Linked DNA regions of Sus scrofa: all the other regions are linked to region 2. Evidence: chromatin contacts called from public Hi-C data. All regions are on one chromosome and are shown on one strand. The core of a region is the stretch at or near the end of the contact, and the rest is flanking DNA. Distances in the headings are between cores, read along the strand shown.

Region 1 (4,140 bases), core at 1,027-3,526, 72 kb after region 2:
AACCTGATACAAATATTATTATAACCAAGGTGAATATGTGTTTAAATCTTGCTGCCAAAGGCCAGAGTAGTCAGCATCACCTCTCAAAGATACTGAAATCTGTAGAGAACAGTCTGTTTGCATATCTTAAGCCAGAATAACAGGTTTGTTCCTCAGAAATGAGAACCCTTCACTCAGTGGCTAAACACAATCAATTTACATTCAAGCAATCCAGGGTCAGAGCACTAGAAGCAAACAAAAACAAACCAAAAACAAATGCTGCTTTGTAAAATAGAAATATTTAAAGAGCCCACGGGGAAAATGAGAACAATAAAGCTGTCCGCTGCCCCCCTCAAAAAAAAATACCCATAAGAAAATGGTATGCAGATGGACTATAATATTATAATATCAAAAATATGCCACCAAGTTAGGCAGAACGATTTCAGCAATCCACTTAAGCATTCTCCCTTTGCTGGAACTCATCCGGAGGACTGGCACCTGCTTTTTATGTTGCTGCTAGTGTTGTAAGCTCACCACTCTCTTCCTTCCCGAGGAGAGCGATTTTAAACAAGGCCCTTCCATGTGCAACTTAGAAAAGGAAAGGTCAAAAAGTAGGAAATGGCACCAGATGCTTGAGAGGGGATGGGAAGAATACACACAAGAAACCTATGAAAGTCTTGGGCAGCAGTGAGCCGCTATCATCATGACGCCATTCAACCCCATGCCTCCAGGTCTCAGCCTTTCCCACAGTGATGCTTTCTTCACAGTCACACTCTGAAAATGGCTCAGACACCGGGTGTAAACTCTATCATCTTTCCTTGACCCTACGTGAAACCATGCTCCAGCTTCGGCTCCTAGGACATCACTAACCATGGACGCTAGGTCCTTGGATTTCTGGAGTTGCAATGAACCTAAAAGACTGTCATCTTTTACACATGGGGAGGTTAAGCGACTTGCTTGAGGTCGCACACCTGAATAGCTAGAAGCCGCTTAGTGTCTCCAGATAGTCACCTTATTGTCTACCTTTTTTTTATTTTTCATTTTTATTGTTGTTGTTGTTTGGCATTTTAGGGCTGCACCTGCAGCATGTGGAAGTTCCCAGGCTAGGGGTCGAATTGGAGCTGCATCTGCAGTCTACACCATAGCTCGTGGCAATGCCAGATCCTTAACCCACTGAGCAAGGCCAGGGATGGAACCCACCACCTCATGGATCCCAGTCGGGTTCGTTAGCCACTGAGCCACAAAGGGAACTCCCTATTGTCTACCTTTGGCTCCTCAATTACTGGCTGTCTCTGCCACTTTTATTCCCGCCAATTATCTCTTATTTGAAATCAATCCCCTCCCCTGGAGTTCTTGACGCCAATTTGTCCTGGCATTATCCCACCTCCAGTTCTTTTTACTTTCTCTAAGAAACACAGTTACTAAGTGTCAGGCTCTGTTCTAAGTGCCTAAGACATGCTAAGTCCTTCAATCACTATAATATGGCCTGAGGACTATTACCTGCGCTCCCATTACCCTGCTAGGGCATGGAGGCTAAGGGACTTGCCCAAGGTCCTCTTTTGGGAAGAGGCAGAGCCAAGATTCAAGGCCTCAGAATTCTGTTCTTTACCGCTCCTCCACGCTGTCTCCCCCACTGCTGTGTCCCCTTCCCTCCCAAAGGTTAGAAAGTCAGCAGTCCCCCTGCCCCATCAAGAGGTCACCTTTGAGAATCTCAATTTCAGAGCAATCTAGCCATGGAGCTGTTAAGACCACCCAAGGAAAACGGCTTATTATCCCCCTGCACACATTTCAGAGAGATTTTTTTTCTAACTGCTGAACACACGGGAAGGTGGGGGGTGGGGTGGAACCCAACAGTAAACTATTCTTTTTTTCCAAAGGGACTCACCATTTGGTGGGTAAACAAGGTGAGAAAACAGAGCTAAGCCCCAAGGACTAGACAATGTGGTCTGAGTTAAAGATAAAGCCAAACTTGCACTGAATTCATCAGGAATGATTGATTGAAACTTAACTGGGGAACTCATTTGTTTGTACAGTCTAAAGAAGGAAGGAGTCCTGTTTTGGTAAGATAGCCCTAAGTCTGGCTTCTGTTTTATTTTTGCTATGTATTTTTGTACCTTGGGGGGTGGTGGTGGTATGAGCAGGAGTGCAAAGGTCTTCTGGCAAAAAACTCCTTTGTTAAAATCCAGAAAAACAAACAACCAGCATCAATGTTTTGGAACAGCCCACAGCTGCCCTGCTTTCAAACATTTTACCTTCCACTTATTTAAGGAAATGAGCACACAAAGGCTTCCAGAATTGGGTCTGACCCCGAGGAGGTCACTGCACCGGACCCACTGAGTTCTTGCACAAGACAGGGAGAGGGCAGCAGGGGAGGAGGGAGGAAATGGCCAGGCAGACTGATAAATACAAAAATGCTCACTCTCTTGACCCTCGGGCAGGAGGAAAACAAAATCCATCATGTGTGAGCTGGCAAAGGAAGCTTTACTTTGAGGACAAAATCCATGCAGTACTTAAAATGCCCATGACAGGGCCTTCCCGTGAGTCCGGAGAAATGAATAGCGCAGACAGGAAGACCCCAGACAGTTCATGGTAGAAAGAGGAAAAGAGCAGGAGGGGCAATGGAAAGGCTCCAAAGATTCCAATGATCTCAAGCCATCAGTGTCAAAACCTCTCTCTCCCCAAACTGTCCAAGAAAGGCTCAGATGTAAAATAAATGAGGTCTGGCCCCTTTCTTTGATGCTCAATCGGAAGCTCGAGGTATCAAAACTCATTCATCCATTGATTCCCCCAGTGTGAACGGCACTCCGCTTTCTGTGCCCGGGAACTGGGCGAGGCATTGGGGGCGGAGCCTGACTCGCCACATCTTCATGAGAGGTGCGAGCTCATTGGAATGTCATAGAAAACATCAGGCAGGTGTGCTTTTGTGTACCAAGAGTATAGGTGGATGCAATTTGTAACCCAGCATCCTACCTGCAATGATGATTTTAGATGAAAGGGAAGCCAACAATTGCTCAATAACTGTGAACTGTACCTGGGAGGGCTGAGATGGTCCCTTATTTCAACAAGGCTGAAGGAGTTTGTTTACAAAGACCTGTCAAACTGCACTCAGGAATGGGCTGGCTCTCTTAAGCAATGATGTTTCTGTGCCAACTCCAAGTCTAAAGGGGACAGCCCCTGCCAGGAAATGACAATTCTGTGTGGCGCCAACTGCAGTACATATTAGATCCTTTGCACCAAGAAAACAACCCTTTCCAAACCTCTCCTCCACTGTAGAAGGCAGTCATATGTAGGGAACCTTCAAAAGACTGAGTTACCAGAATTACTCTAAGCAGGTAATATTTCTAAAGTAAAATGACCAGGATATGGTTATGATTCATAAATTTCACTAACATCTCCTGTGAAACATCAATATGAAATACATCTTTCGCTATTACACAGAAGAATGTAGAAAAACCCTTTTTATATGCATACCATAAAAAGACCTCAGACTCACCTGGAATTTTATAGGAATCTTTTCACTCTCTCAGATTTCATAGTTAGGCGCGGTTTCAGATCGAAACTATTCACATGGACATAAATGTTCCTAAAAACAGCAGCACCTCAGACATCCAGCTCTCAGCTGTCTACAAACCCCCATTCTCTGAAACAGCCATGAAACTAGACATTTAAGTGTCTGCATATGTGGCAGAATCCCAGAAAAGCCTGTGACATGACGAATGGGTAAAAAAAGGCAGTGTGCTTGGTAGGTAACTGTTTTTTGAGTTTGGCAATTGGTGGTCCAAGCCAGTGTCCCATGGACAACCAGTCTTCAGGATGAAGAACTCGAAGTCAATATAATTGGTTTAAAAACAGCAGGTAACAGAGGTAGCAGGTAACAGAAATAGAGATAGGGTGGTAGGAAAGAGATCCCCAGAGAGTAATGAAAATGAGGGTAGAAACTGTGCCAATGGGAAGAGAAACAGGGCAAAACATAAGGCTGGGACCATTCATGGCATCACAACCCTTTACAGACATGAAGCCATTAGAAGGCATTATCTCTCTGTATTAAAACAAGTAAACTGGGAGTTCCCATCATGGCGCAGTGGAAACGAACCTGACTAGCATCCATGAGGATACAGGTTCAATCCCTGGCCTCGCTCAGTGGGTTAAGGATCTGGTGTT
Region 2 (4,032 bases), core at 830-3,329:
AAGGAGTTCAAATGCGTTATTTTCTCAGCTAGAACATGTTTTCCTCCCTATGTGTATCTCTCTTTCTTCTTTCCTGGCTAATTTCTGCTCTTTGTTCAGGTCTCCACCTAAAGGCCACTTCCTCAAGGGAACACGAAGTTAGTATCTCACATAGGCTCAGGATTTAGATCCCGGATCCAATTAGGGCACCCCTATTACATGACACTACGGCAGAGTTTACTTTTTTTTTTTTTTTTTTTTTTTTTTTTTTTGTCTTTTTGTCATTTCTTGGGCTGCACCCGCGGCAAATGGAGGTTCCCAGGCTAGGGATCCAATCGGAGCTGTAGCCGCCGGCCTACACCACAGCCACAGCAACAGCAACGCAGGATCCGAGCCGCGTCTGCAACCTACACCACAGCTCACGGGAGTGCCAGATCCTTAACCCACTGAGCAAGGCCAGGGACTGGACCCGCAACCTCATGGTTCCTAGTCGGATTCGTTAACCACTGAGCCACGACGGGAACTCCCATAGTTTACTCATCTTTATAGGAACTTGCCACACCTGGAAGCAGCTTCTTAAAAAGGCTAGTTGGATGAAGAAAAAGATGTCTCTCTCCCCCCCACCCGGCAGATCTCCTCTATGTTTGCCAAACAAAGCATCCTCATTCCTGTCCCCAAACTTCACTCTGCTTTTGTCCCTTCTCTTTCCCTCAGCCTACTCTCATCTTAACTAAAATTCACTTGGTGTAACAGCTCTCCAATAACTGTTTCCAAAACTGCAACAATCTTTGGAGGATAATGTGAGAAAAAGAATGTGTGTGTGTGTGTGTGTGTGTGTGGGTATCTATATATGTATGACTGGGTCACTTTGCTGTATAGCAAAAATTGACAGAATATTGTAAATCAGCTATAATAGAAAATATAAAAATCTTTAACAAAAATAATAAAAATAAAACTACATAAACCCTGGAAAAAAAACTACAACAATCTCCCCTTATTTAACTTCTTATCAAAGCTTAGGAATTCAACTTAGGTCACTTCTTCATTGACTCATACACTGGTTTTCACTGTAACAACTGCTTTGTCTGTATGTTTAGTCCTCAAGCACATTATAAATCTCTCGAAGATCAAGGATCAAGCCTTCCATTCCCTTTTTATGCCCTTCAGTGCCTGATGTAGGGCCGTGCAGGACATAGTTGATATCCAATAAGTCCTCCAAAGGACAAAAAGTCTCCAAGGAAAGCTATGCCATCAACTCCCAACCCGTCCGGGAAGAAGGGCGCATGTCCATGGCACACCACATCTTATGTCGAAATCAGGACAAGAATCTAAGACAAGCCCTCCTCCTTAGAATAAGCAGCTCATTCATCAGCGATGATATAAGCAAGTGTTTGCCAACAGATTTCTTATCTTCAGAAAATTATTTCAGCAACATAAGAACCGGGACAAAAATCCACTAAGACATTCTTTATTGGTCACTCATTTGCAGACCAACATACTTGGACTTTGCATTCCACTAAAATGTGTTTGCAGAAGAAAACCCAGACGTTTGCCTCTGCGACCCCTAAGAAGATAGAGCTAGAACGGAGGATCTTACATGTGAAGAAAGAAATACTTCCATCCTCTGAACTCCCAGTCTTCAGGAATGGGATCATTCTTCATGTAAAATTGTATGTGTGTGGGGGTGGGGTGGGGGGGAGTGAGATGGGAGTCAAAGGAAGGAAAGGAGAGAAGGGGAGAAGGTAGAAAGCTAGAGGGTAATATTGATGATGACAGCAAAGACTGGGAGAAAGTTAAGGTCACTGGTGATTAGATTGCCTGGGCAGAACTCTTACTAATGGTCTCAGTTTATCCAACAACTCTTTGTAACAGCTGTATTATGCACCAGACCCGTGTCCAATGGGGCAAATCCAAAGATAAATAGAAGAGGTCTTTAGGAAGCTTTCGATCTGGTACAGGAGGCAGTTGTGGGACAAGGTGATAAGCACTAGCACAGAGGGGGTCCAGGTATTTAGCTGCCGCAGAGAGACCCACTAACTCTGCCTGGAGGGTTTTGGAACAGCTTCCCAGTGAAAGAAATCACAACAGACTGGAGGGAGCAGGAGGAAATGACGTCACCCCAGAGGTCAAGGCCACTGTTTTCAAAACAATCGCTCTAGGCCTTGAGCTCTGCCAGCCAAAGTTCATTATTCACAGATGATCAAGTTTGTAAGGGACCCAAATGTTCTTGCCCAGCTTTTGATCACAGGCCGAGCCAGAGAAGCTGGAAAGTAAACTCCCAACTGGTTCATCCTGTGGCTTGCTGGCAACCTGGTGAGAGAGCTGATGGGTGTACAGCGACCCAGAGTTGCATGGACTGTCCAGAGTTGCATGGACTGTGTCATTCTTATAATTGACGTTGGGATTATTTCCAACAATAAGAATAAAAAGAGCGAGAGATCCGGAGTCCCAACCTAGTGCCAGACACTGCTGAATACTTTACATCTTCTCTCCCTGGCCTGCCTCAGGGAACTTACACGGAGGAATCGTCCCCATTTCATGGACAGAAGGAGAAAGTGAACACATAAGTGCCTCTTGTGTTCCAAACACTCAAGAGTTTTAAACACATTATCAGTTAATTTACTCCTCTGTACGACCCAATGAATTAGGCACGACGACATTCGACATTCACACTGGAGGCAACTGGGGCTCAAGGAGGTGGAGTAATTTGCTTGAGGACACACCGGAAGTGAACCTAGGATCTGGACTGTCCACTAGGTCGAAGCATAGGAAATCCCGTGATCTGTTTTTGCTCTACCCATAAACGTCACAGGACGCAAGCTAGGAGTTCCCAAATCCATTCACTTTCCACTATGCTCTCCATAGAAGGACTTAAACTGGCTTTTGTTAAACATATACATTTGGACAAAAACTAGAAAGAAAGAAAAGGGTGGGGGTGAAGATGAGAAACCAAACCACCGAGAAGAAGGTAGAGCATATATCCTACAACCAGATACAAATATCATTACCAGTTTGCTATACTAGCTTTCTCTCTTTCTATATGTACCTCTCTTTCCTGGACTATTTGCATAGAGCTATAGGGTATATGGATAAAAATCATTACATTATTCTTATCGCTTTTCTATACACATAAATTTTTTTCAAAATAAAAAAGGAGGGGGTGGGGCTTGTTAAAAAAAAACTCCTGAGAAAACCTTTTTTGAAAGGGTATTTGATTTACCCAAAGAGCACTTTGCACTGCCCAAACGCAACTACTTGACTTCATGCAGGCAAACAATTTACAACAAAAATTAAACCCGTAGTCCTAATGAGCTGGCAAATTTTTTCTAAAAAGGACCAGGTAGTAAAGATTTTAGGCTCTGCGAGCCCCATACAAACTCTTGTCTTAATTTGTTTTGGTTTTTGTGACAACTCTTTAAAAATGTAAAAACCATTCTTTGGGAGTTCTCATTGTGGCTCAGCGGATTATGAACACAACTCGTATCCATGAGTATGTGGGTTCGATTCCTAGCCTTGCTCAGTGGGTTAAGGATCTGGTGTTGCAATGTAGGTCACAGATGTGGCTCGGATCTGGCATTCCTGTAGCTGTGGTGTAGGCAGGTTACGGTAGCTCCACTTTGATCCCTAGACTGGGAACTTCCATATGCCGCCCTAAAAAGGGAAGAAAATAAATAAAAATAAAAATAAATTAAAACCATTCTTCACAAGAAGGAGGACCTGCACAAAAATAAGCCAAGGGCCAGGATGTGTCAACTCCTGATAGAGATGGAATTCCATAGAGCTCTATCTATGTAATAAAGTCTTAGCCAGGAAAACAGGTCAGAATCCTTCCTTTCAGGAATTATTTCACAAGTCTATCTGATCTGGGTGCGGGGACATAGATGGCAGGCATCAGGGGCTCCACGCTGGGAGCAACTTCCCTGGGGAAGGGTCTTTGCAGCCTTCCTTTTAAACTCTTAAGTCGCCAAGTACACAACACACTAGTCACTTAACGTTTCTAACAGCATGACACGTGTCACACTTGTTGCAGCTTTGTTACACTTTGACCCCAGA
Region 3 (4,212 bases), core at 220-2,719, 69 kb before region 2:
GGACTGTGAAATTCTTGTCCTGCAATCCTGGTGTTTCAAACAGTGTGTAGAATTAGCCAGCCAAGGCTCAGTCTTGACAATTTTTAAAACATTATTTTCCAATCACATGATGTATTGTAAAGTGGTAGGAAAGCTTTCTTTGTAGTGTGTCTGTAATTTCACCATCATTTTCAGTTGTAAATACTGATTCCTATAGATCATTGTTCTCAAATGCCATTTTACTGCCTCAGTTAAATAAATGTCAGAGCTGCAAATCTTAAAGACATTACCTACAAAGTGAAACCAACTTATAATCATTTCTGATGCCACTTTATCATGGAGTTTTTAAAAGGGGTTAGGACAAATTCATGGGGGTAGAAATATATCCAAAGATAAGCAGAAAAACCTGGCTTCTAATCTTGCCTTTCCCACTTGTTGGTGATACTGGACAAGATTTAACCTCTCTAAGTCCCAGGTTCCTTACCTGCAAAATGCAACAAAATGTACCCACCAGCTTTTCCTGAGGAATAAATGAGATAGTTCAGGAGGCGCTCTTCAGCTAGTACCCAACACTGAGCAGGCGGTTAAAAGTGTGGGCTCTGGAATTTAATTCTGGCTTATAACTATAACTCACAACTATTATTGTTTCTATTGTTGAGCTTGTCATGGTTATTATTGAATGAATGCTTCACTTATTCGGCTGAGAGCAAGTCAAAAGCACATCACACTTATGAAACGAACACTGATGACCCAAAACAAGCCAGGCACTGTTTTGAGGGCTTTAAATGTGTTAATGCATGAATCCTGAAAACACTTCCATTTTAATATTATCCTGTTTATTGCATAATGTATGAGGAAACCAAAGCACAGAGAGGATTAGTATCTTCAGCATGCAGCATCACAGCAAGTGGCTGAGCCAGAGTCCACACCCAGGCAAGCCCCCCACCCGGACCCTCTGGGTTCTGTCTTGGGCAGAACCTGTGTATACCTATCAGTCCAATGCCATGAGAGACCATTTGGCAGAGCCTGTGGTAGTTCCCTGACCTTGTGGAAAGGAACAGCAGGTTTAAGAACAGAGAAGTCTGAGTAGGCAACTATTTTACTGGGCACTTTGGGGCACTTATTAGTGCATTACTGGTTGGAGTCAAAGAATTAGAGGATGGACAATGGTTGAATCCACACCGGGGAGCTGTCCAGCCTGAGCCGGAAAGGCTTCTTTGATGAAGAAGTGACTGAGCGTTGATGCTCTTCAGCCCATTTTGGGATAACTCTGAATGCAATAGAAAACGCTTTCTTCTCTTGGGCCATTTTTCCTCATTGGTTCTAATTGCACCTCCGTGAAACTGCCGACATCATGCTTAGGCTGTCTTCCACCTGACTTTCCTGCAGTATTTTGAGATTTCCTCACGTGTTTCCTCAGTCTTCCCTTCCCCACCCTCAAAGCCTCACAACAACTGCTTCCAGGCACATGGCATGACCTCTCCATGACCTCTCAGTGGTTCAGGGTTCAGGGTTCAGGGATGGGGTGAGACACCCATTGGTTTGAACCCTGCCTCTGTCTTACTCATTTCGTGACCTCAGACAACTTTTCTTATCTGTGAAAGAGGAAGAAAAACACCTCCATCTATTCTTGTGAGGATTAAATAAGAAATTCCCAAGGACATAGCATTTTGCCTGGGACACAGGGTATGTCCCCAAATATAGCTGCTTGTAGCTGTTGTCATCATCGTCTTGGATGTTGTGAGAGTGTGGGGACACACATGGGAATGTGACACCTACTCTGGTCCAGCTTCAGGACAGCACAGGCTGGAAAGAAACTCTGATTCCTAAGCTCCCATGGCACATGTCGTAACTCCAGTCCCAGAAGCAAGAGCCAAAATGCCTGCTTCTCCCTTTCTCAACACCGCTTATCTGGGATTTGGAGATTTAACTGTTTACCACGCCAAACAGACTAGTGGTAACAGATCCGCGGACCTTGTAAAACATCATGGAATTCTTTTTAGTGAAAGATATCAAAGCTAAGTGGTATTTTTTTTACTATGAGACAAGGGAAATTCTGAAAACCATTAAGACTGTTTGGAACAAGAACACAGACGCAAGACGCATACCAGCTCGAGGGGGGAAAAAAAAGGACAGAAGAAGCTAAGTCCCTTCTGGGAGTTAAGTTACTTCTAACCTTCTTTCTTAAGATGTCAACCCATGATGGAAGAGCAGTCACACCACTAGGCATAAACCAAGGAAATCTTGGCTTAGATGGCTGATTGAGCCTCACTTAGGACAGAACGGTGACGATTTGAAAACAAAATCACTGTAAACGCACACAAGCTTTTCGGCACAGTTCAGTCACTTTCATCATTTTCCCAAGATCTAATTTGGAGACATTCTTTCCTCATACAGTATTCTCTTGTTTGTTTTTAATAGAAACAATTTACCCTCCAAGTAATGCAGATTTCCTAAGGACTCAATGGTTTATAGTGAAACTGACATCATTCCTGCTATTCACGTCACTGCGAAGTTTCAGGAATACAATACATTCATTTTTTGGAGGACAAAGCGGGGATCATCTCTCTCTTTGTACTCCCCCACAGAACCCAGCACCTTTAACCATACGATGTACTCAATAAATATTTTCTGAATAAATCTTCCTGAATTGCAACAACAACAACAAAAAAGCAGATCTTTATTTTTCATTATAATGACCTTGAGCAACAAGGCTTATGTAGGAACCAGAATTCCTTTCTACAGAAAGTTGGAAATAGCCATGAGTTGAGTTCTATCCCCAGTTCTGCCGGCAGAACAAATGAATCCGAGAAGCTTCTAGAGTCAACCGCTTGAGTTCTAATTCGAGGTCTACCATCTAGGAGAAGTTACCTCACCTCTCCATGCTCCTGTTCTCATCTGTAAAATGGGGTTAGTAATATTATTATTAATATTACTAGAGATAATAGGCTTGTTATGAGAAGTAAGTATGATATATGAATTCCTTAAGGAGGAGTTCCTGTTGTGGTGCAGCAGAAATGCATCTGACTAGTATCCATGAGGAGGCGGGTTCGATCTCTGGCCTCGCTGAGTGGGTCAGGGATCCGGCATTGCCGTGAGCTGTGGTGTAGGTCCCAGACACAGCTAGGATCCCGAGTTGCTGCGGCTGTGGTGGAGGCCAGCAGCTATAGCTCTGATTCAACCCCTAGCCTGGGAACCTCCTCCATACAGTGGAGGTACAGCCCTAAAGAGCAAAAATAAAAATAAGTCCTTAAGAAGAGCTTTTGGTCTGTAGATCATCATTAACTCAGTATAATGCCAACTATCATTTTACTATTTGCTAGTTGAAGGGCCTGCGGTAAGTCATTTGGCCACCCTGTCCCATCATTCCCTTGTGCATAAAGCAAAGAGTACGAATGAACACAGTTCGAAAGGTCCTCCTGCTCCAGGATGGAGTGAAGGGGATGGCTAAGGGGGCAGCGCTCCTACCTAGGGGAATCCACGGGAAGACCTTGATGGAAAAGTTTCTGATTGTTGGTACAAGAATATGGAAGGAGGCGAAGCATAATGGTTTCCATCTCTAACATGGATATCTCAGGACTGAAGAGGGAAAATCTCAAGCTACCCGGCTAGAGTAAGGAAAGCTGCTCTGTACAAGATCTGACATGGAGGTGAGTGGTTTACAGGGCGGGAAGTTGGAGCACTGTGTGCACAGCATTCATAATGGATGTTTGTGCACCTCAGCAGGATAGGAGAGAGAGAGAGATGCTATTCTCCAATGCACAGCTGCTTTTTAAGCCATTGGTTTATTGCATTTCCCAGAATGTCCAACAAGTTTCTCAGTTAACCCTATTGCCTCAGGACAATGGAGAAAAGGAATTCACTCTGCTCCTTGGTATCTATCAGTATGAGAATATATATATTTTTTAGGGTTATACCTGCGGCATATGCAGGTCCCCAGGCTAAGGGTCAAATTGGAGCTTCAGCTGCCGGCCACAGCTGGAGCCACAGCCATGTGGGATCTGAGCCACGTCTGGGAACTATACCACAGCTCCTGGCAACGCCAGATCCTTAACCCACTGAGCAAGGCCAGGGCTCGAGCCTGCATCCTCATGGATGCTAGTCAGATTTGTTTCCCCTGCACCACAATGGGAACTCCTGTCACTATGAGAAATTTAATAACTCTGCTCCTTTGTATAGGAAAGATATTAAAATCCATCTGCAAACATCTGGGCTGGTTACTTGCATTTGAAA

Evidence for each region. Hi-C and Micro-C count contacts between places; a contact is called where the count stands out from the background.
Region 1: a contact with region 2 is called in a Hi-C map of liver, with 7 times the contacts expected there. The contact joins two enhancer-like sites. A contact is called at or near these places in 5 of 47 Hi-C or Micro-C datasets (adipocytes, liver and skeletal muscle) and 1 of 2 datasets of contacts at active chromatin or transcription factors (skeletal muscle).
Region 3: a Hi-C map of liver shows a contact between it and region 2, with 2.1 times the contacts expected there. The contact joins two enhancer-like sites. A contact is called at or near these places in 3 of 47 Hi-C or Micro-C datasets (fibroblasts and liver).

The regions. Positions count from the first base shown.
Region 1 is chr8:32,506,092-32,510,231 of Sscrofa11.1, reverse strand. The region is part of intron 1 of LIMCH1 (LIM and calponin homology domains-containing protein 1); the gene reads right to left. Among named protein-coding and RNA genes, the nearest start is that of LIMCH1, 75 kb to the right of the region's middle. Within about 2 kb of position 2,276, at least 9 of the 83 cell types and tissues checked have an H3K27ac peak or open chromatin away from gene starts, as enhancers often do. A contact at or near this core is called in liver, where this site is marked.
Region 2 is chr8:32,577,983-32,582,014 of Sscrofa11.1, reverse strand. All of the region lies in intron 2 of LIMCH1 (LIM and calponin homology domains-containing protein 1), which reads right to left. Among named protein-coding and RNA genes, the nearest start is that of LIMCH1, 150 kb to the right of the region's middle. Within about 2 kb of position 2,079, at least 14 of the 83 cell types and tissues checked have an H3K27ac peak or open chromatin away from gene starts, as enhancers often do. A contact at or near this core is called in liver, where this site is marked.
Region 3 is chr8:32,646,253-32,650,464 of Sscrofa11.1, reverse strand. The region is part of intron 3 of LIMCH1 (LIM and calponin homology domains-containing protein 1); the gene reads right to left. Among named protein-coding and RNA genes, the nearest start is that of PHOX2B, 200 kb to the left of the region's middle. Within about 2 kb of position 1,469, at least 9 of the 83 cell types and tissues checked have an H3K27ac peak or open chromatin away from gene starts, as enhancers often do. A contact at or near this core is called in liver, where this site is marked.